Regions from separate parts of the Sus scrofa genome. Here region 1 is linked to region 2. Evidence: chromatin contacts called from public targeted proximity ligation data. All regions are on one chromosome and are shown on one strand. The core of a region is the stretch at or near the end of the contact, and the rest is flanking DNA. Distances in the headings are between cores, read along the strand shown. Region 1 overlaps ADCY10 (adenylate cyclase 10, soluble). Region 2 overlaps DCAF6 (DDB1- and CUL4-associated factor 6).

What was found.
Region 1: a contact with region 2 is called in a targeted proximity ligation map of alveolar macrophages. A contact is called at or near these places in 2 of 47 Hi-C or Micro-C datasets (embryonic fibroblasts and fetal heart ventricle) and 2 of 2 datasets of targeted methods (alveolar macrophages and skeletal muscle).

Annotation. Positions count from the first base shown.
Region 1 is chr4:83,200,466-83,203,824 of Sscrofa11.1, forward strand. ADCY10 (adenylate cyclase 10, soluble) reads left to right here. Exons shown (of 32, transcript NM_001204392.1): 31 at 2,829-3,017. Among named protein-coding and RNA genes, the nearest start is that of ADCY10, 97 kb to the left of the region's middle.
Region 2 is chr4:82,910,951-82,914,240 of Sscrofa11.1, forward strand. DCAF6 (DDB1- and CUL4-associated factor 6) reads right to left here. Exons shown (of 19, transcript XM_021089469.1): 19 at 626-1,093. The coding sequence ends at 1,029. Among named protein-coding and RNA genes, the nearest start is that of GPR161, 68 kb to the left of the region's middle.

The sequences.
Region 1 (3,359 bases), core at 31-2,530, 290 kb after region 2:
TATACATGGAATCTAAAATATGGCACAAACGATGTATCTACAAAACAGAAACAGATCACAGACATGGAGGACACACTTGTGTGTGCTGGAAGGAGGGGGAGGGAGTGGGATGGATTGTGAGTCAGGGATTAGTAGATGCAGACTGTTGCATTTGGTGTGGATGGGCAATGGGATCCTGCTGTATAGACCAGGGAACTATATCCAATCACTTGTGATTGTTTAGGATGGAGGATAATGTGAGAAAAGGAATGTATATATATATATATATATATATATATATATATATATATGTATAACTGGTTCACTTTACTGTACAGCAGAAATTGGCAGAACATTGTAAATCAACTATACTAATTAAAAAAAGTTTGGGTTTTTTGGTTTCTGAACCGAACTTGGGTCAGCTTACACAGCAAAGCCAGTTTACTGACACTGGGTAGTGGTGAAGGAAAGTACAGCATTTATTGTAGGGCCCAGGAAGGAGAATAGGCAGCTTATGTTCAAAAGATCCAAACTCCCCCATGGCTTTCAGGGAAGGGTTTTTTAAGGCAACATTTGGGGTGAGGGTGGCAGGGAGTTTGACTTTCTTCTGATTGATTGGTGGTGAGGTAACAGGGTGATGTTTCAGAAATCCTAATCATCAACCTTCTAGGGTCTACATCTTGTGGTCAGCATGTAGTCACCATCCTCCATCTAGGTGGGGGTGGGGTCTTAATTTCTGCAGAACCACTCAAAGTATGTGTCAGATTATGTATATCCCTTGAGGAGGAAGTATGACTGTTTTATCGCTGAACTATTTTTTCTTGACTGTTATTCTTCATTCTCTCACTTCCCTAATTAGTAACAAAGTCTGCTCTTTGGAACTGAGGGAAGGCCTTGGAGACCAAAGCCTTTTTCTGCAAACAAGAAATGGGGGAGGAGTTTCCGTTCTGGCGCAGTGGAAATGAAACCGACTAGGAACCATGAGATGGGTTAGGCATTGCCGTGAGCTGTGGTGTTGGTCACAGACGCAGCTCGGATCCTGCATTGCTGTGGCTGTGTTGTAGGGTGGCAGCTGTATCTCTGATTCGACCCCTAGCCTGGGAACCTCCATATGCTACAGATGTGGCCCTAAAAAGACAAAAAAAGAAATGGGGGATACAGAAGGACTTTTATACATTCCTGCTTGGTTTCAGTTCCCCCCCCCCACCCTTTGATACTCTTCAGTCCTGAGGGGAACTGGGGGCAGGACAAGCAAGAGAATGAAGTTTTCAATAGGTTAATCATAAACGTGGCAGGAGAACTTAGTTTCATAGGGACTTGGTTTCATTTTTAAAGTGGTTGCCAAGAAAGGTTAGTGAGCCCATCCATATCACATTCTTGGTCTGGGTAGGCCACTGGGGCTGCTCTATCTGACATTTATCATCTAATCTCCACTACTTACCAGCATGTCTCTGTAATATGCTTTTTCTTCTTTTAAATTTAAAATTATAGTTATTTACAATGTTCTGTCAATTTCTGCTATACAGCAAAGTGTTATACATATATCTGTATCCACTCTTTTTCTCATATTATCTTCTATTATGTTCTATCACTAATGATTGGATATAGTTCCCTGAGCTATACAGCAGGACCCCATTGCTTATCCGTTTTAAATATAATAGTTTGCATCTACTAACCCCAAACTTCCTGCCCATCCCACTCCCACCCACTTCCCTCTTGGCAACTACAAGTCTGCTCTCCATGTCCGTGGGTCTGTTTCAGTTCTGCAGAGAGGTTCATTTGTGCCATATTTTAGATTCCACATATAAGTGATGGCACATGGTGTTTGTTTTTCTTTTCTGTCTTTCCTTTCTTTCTTTTTTTTTTTTTTTTTTTTTTTGGCTTTTTAGGGGCCCTACCCACAGCATATGGACGTTCCTAGGCTAGGGGTTGAATTAGAACTGCAGCTGCTAGCCTACACCACAGCTACAGCAATGTGGGATCCAAGCCATGTCTATGACCTACACCACAGCTCACAGCAACATGGATCCTTAACCCACTTAGCAAGGCCAGGGATCAAACCCACTTTCCTCATTGATACTAGTTTGGTTTGTTACTGCTCAGCCACAACGGGAACTCTAGTTTTTGTCTTTCTCTTTCTGACTACTTCACTTGGTATGGGAATTTCTAGTTGCATCTATGTTGCTGCAAATGGCATTATTTTGTTCTTTTTTATGGCTAATATTCCATTGTGTATATGTACCACATTTTCTTAATCCATTCATCTGTTGATGGACATTTAAGTTGTTTCCATGTCTTGGCTTTTGTGAATAGTGCTGCAGTGAACATAGGGGGGTGCATGTATCTTTTTTTCTTTTCTTTTTTTTTTTTTTTGTCTTTTTAGGGCCACACCCATGGCATATGGAAGTCCTCAGGCTAGAGGTTGAGTTAGAGCTGCAGCTGCCGGCCTCCGCCAACAGCAATGTGAGATCTGAGCCATATCTGCAATCTATACAATAGCTCACAACACCAGATCCTTAACCCACTGAGCAAGGCCAGAGATTGAACCTGTGTCCTCATGGATACTAGTTGTTACCACTGAGCCGAAACAGGAACTCCCTTTATGTATGTTTTTGAACAAAAACTTTCTTCAGATATATGCCCAGGAGTGAGATTGCTGGATCATATGGTAGTTCTATATTTAGCTTTCTGAGGAATGTCCATACTGTTTTCCATGGTGGTTGTACCAATTTACATATGCTTTTTCACTTGATTGCTTCTATCCTTGAAATGATACCAAATTATCTGAGAAGGAAAAATCATGGCAGTCAAGGACCCCTTTCTGATTCTGATATATTTCCTTTTCTTAGAACTTGGAGAGTTTGATTGCTCAAAATACCACTGGGCCTGTCTTCTACCCAAGGCTCTACCACCTGATGGCCTATGTCTGTATACTAATTGGAGATGGGCAGAACTGCGACCTCTTCCTGAACACAGCCTTACAGCTCTGTGAGACACAAGGGAATGTGCTGGAGAAATGCTGGATGAATATGAGCAAAGTACGTACTGTCTGCTAGCAAGCTGGGGAAGCGGGTGCTCTCAGGGGATGCAAAGGAGCCCCAGAAGCCCACTGCCATCAGAGGCAGTTCTGGACTCTTACTGAAAGGGGTGACATGTCCATAGCTTAGGTATTTGCACTTCTTCCCCTTTGGGTTCTCATGGGATCTCCCCCTCCTCCAAAACTCCTTTGGCAAGATCTCTGCATTCTTGTGACCCTCACCACTTTGCACTTTGTGTTACATTCATATGCATGTCCTGCCTCCCCCAAGAACATGAACTCTCAAGAAGCAAAAACTACTTAGCCCCTAGCATAGTACCTTTTTCTCAGTATTTGTTGAATA
Region 2 (3,290 bases), core at 366-2,865:
TCTTGGGAGGAGCATCCCTGGTCTCCATAGGGGAGATGCTTTGCCTGGCCACAGCTCTGAGTCTGTTCGGGGCCCAGCCAGAGAGAGCAGCATGGCAGTTTAGGAGACAGGAGGGAGAATGACTGAAGGGTTAAGTCTGCAGGGGCAGCGTCAGGTCATAACCCATAAGATACAGACCTGGGTGTAGATGGCCTAAGTCGAGTGAAGAGGGACACCAGAGGTGAGGAAGACCAGGAACTAGAAGACTGAACGGTCAATAGCTTTTAGATGAAATCTAGACATTGGAGTTGGGAAGGCCAGAAGCCAGAGGTCTCGGAACTAGCTTGTGCTAATGTGGTATGTGAATGTCCATGATGCTGTGGGATTGCTCGAAGTCTAACTCCTATACATGGGGAATGAGGGACCACTAATCATGAGAGACGATGACCAGAGGTGGAGGTAAAGTGCTTTAGAAGGAGAAATGAAAACAAAGCTCCTCTATGTGATTCGGTCACACAGAAGTCAAAACAGAAAAGGTTATTAAATCTAGAAAAGAATAGAGAAAGACAATCTTTTTACAAGGAAAGATTTAGAAAATGTGGTTCAAGGTAGCAAAGCATTTAAACAAAAAGACAAATTCAGGATATCTTAAAACAACCAAATTCTTTAATTAGAAAGCAACAAACATGCAAATGGCAAGTGTAGAAATTTATTTGAACCAACATTTTCACTATAATGAAAATTACTCTTCAACATTGATCCAAGCTCCCACATCTGAAGGTTAGGGAAAATATTGCACTTTGCATTTTCTAGCACTCCTCATACACGGCAAAAAGTTTTTAAAACATTTTGCTAGTTTTGTATTACACACGCTCCCAAATTCATGCACACAATCATTTCAAATCAATGTTAGGTTATCCCCCCAAAAGGGAAAAACTCCAAAAAAACCCATAACCTTTAAAATTGCACTAAAGCTCTGTAAAGGAAAAAATATAATAAATGTCTTATACAAATTTCAGAACATCTAAGTGCTTGCCAATAAGAGTTGATTATTCCTCATCCTCATTTTCATTCTCCTGACCAGAGCCTTCCGATCTGTCACCCTCCAGTCGGTCTGGAAAACACAGATATGAGACAGAAAGAAACACCTTTAATATTACAATTAAATAATTTTCAGTGCCTTTTACTTAAAATTAACTAGAATTTATGTAATTCCACACAGCATCATGTAAAAGTCAATTCACAGCTGTGTGTAGGTAAGTTATTTTTTTTTTTTTGGCCTCTAGAGACAAAAGACTAAAGGAAACACAGCATTATTAACTTTGAGTATTCATAACTTAAAAGATATGAAAATTATTTAAAAAAAAAAGCCAAACCCTAAAGATCTACAGCAGTGGTTTTCACACTGTTCCTTGGCACCTAGGAGCCCAAGGAGGTGTATCAGTTGTCACCAAGGGGAGTTTGAGGGAAGCTGTGTGAGAGAACCTGGGGACCATTCATGAGGGTCTGTGTATTTCTGTTTATAAAAATATTTCTTAAACATCTGCTGTGTTCCAGGAGACAATGGTGACCAAAATAGTCACAGTCTCTGACCTCAAGGAGCTTATCTAGACTGAACACTCAAGTGCGCGTATAATTACAACCTGGCAGGCGGGCACAGCATGTCCTCTCGAGTTTCCTGATTTACACTTGCTGTTCCTCTGCTTGGGACACTTTCACCCAGTTCTTCGGCTATAAAGGTTCTGCTTACTCATCGCCATACAACCGTTATCCCCCTCTGTGAAACTCTTCCTAGAATTTTTACAGCACCCAACTGGCAGAATTATAAACTAACTCCTTCATTCACATTCCAGAATATTTTACCTGTACAAAGATGATTCTAATTGCTATAATGGTTAGACTGCAAATCTTCTTGCAGCCTAGTCTGAGCTCTTGGGAGAGGAGTTTTTTTGGGTTTTTTTTTTCTTCTTTTATGGTTGCACCCACAGCAATGTAAATTCCCAGGCCAGGAACTGAATCCCAACCACAGCTACAGCAACACCAGATCTTTTGACCCATTGCACCACAGTGGGAACGCCTAGGAGTTATCTCTTTTTATCTTTATTGCCTCAGAACCTATTACAAGATGGTCAGTGAAAGTTTACCAATAGGGAGTTGCTGTTGCGGCTCAGCGGAAATAAATCTGACTAGTGCCCATGAAGATGTAGGTTAGATCCCTGATCTCACTCAGTGGGTTGGGGATCTGGCGTTGCTGTAAGCTGTGGTATAGGCCAGCAGCTATAGCTTTGATTCCCCTGGGAACTTCCGTGTGCCGTGGGTACTACACTCAAAAGCAAAATAAATAAGCAAACAGTTACCAGATAAATGAATATAAGTTTTACTAAGAAAATATACATTACATTAGCTTATGTAAAAAAGGCAACAGTATCAAATCTCTACCACCACTAAGATGGAAACCTTTCTGCTACAGAAACATTCCTCCAAGGTAACCTGGGGGAAAAAAGATTAGACCTAGGGGATGTTCAATCCCACTATCAATACCAAGAGAAGACTGAATCCTGAGATTTTATTTATTATCTACAGAAGCTTAAACACTTGCACTGATTCTAGGTCAGTGACACCTTTGTACAGAATGGACTGGATGTTTAATTATCCATGTGAATTAACAGATAAATCCTCGCTATGCTGATTCCATTTTGATGTCAAACTAATGAGCTATGTATGTGCGTATGACCTGTAACCTGAATTACATAAATTGTAGTTATTATTTTGGGTCTCACCTGCAGCATGTGGAAATTCCCAGGCCAGGAACCGAACCTGTGCCACAGCAGCGACCTGAGCTGCTGCAGTGACAATGCCAGATCCTTAACCTGATGTGCCACAAGGTAACTTCAAATTTTAACTGTTATTATATAAAAAGTATTCAATACATATTTGTAAGACAAATGAACACAAAAGATTATAACAGACCTTCACAGATCTATGGAATCTCGACACAGTGGAAGACTTTCTGATCAATAAAGGGCTATTTAAGGATGTTAGTAGAAAAGAGATTATACTGTTTTTATTGTGTGATACACTTCTATAAGAGAACAAAACATGACGATGCTATTCTGCTTAACTAGAGTATCATGGGTAGGATACAAATGATGATATTTAACACACCTATTCTGTCATATTAGTGGAGCATGAGGAAGCAGTACCAGCCTTTCTTGAAATGTGCAAGGTTCCCCGAGTTCTTTTTGGTTGTCGCACTATGAACGAAGCTGGGGAAGTGGAGGGTTAAAAAATGTCACGGCTTTCAAATCAGG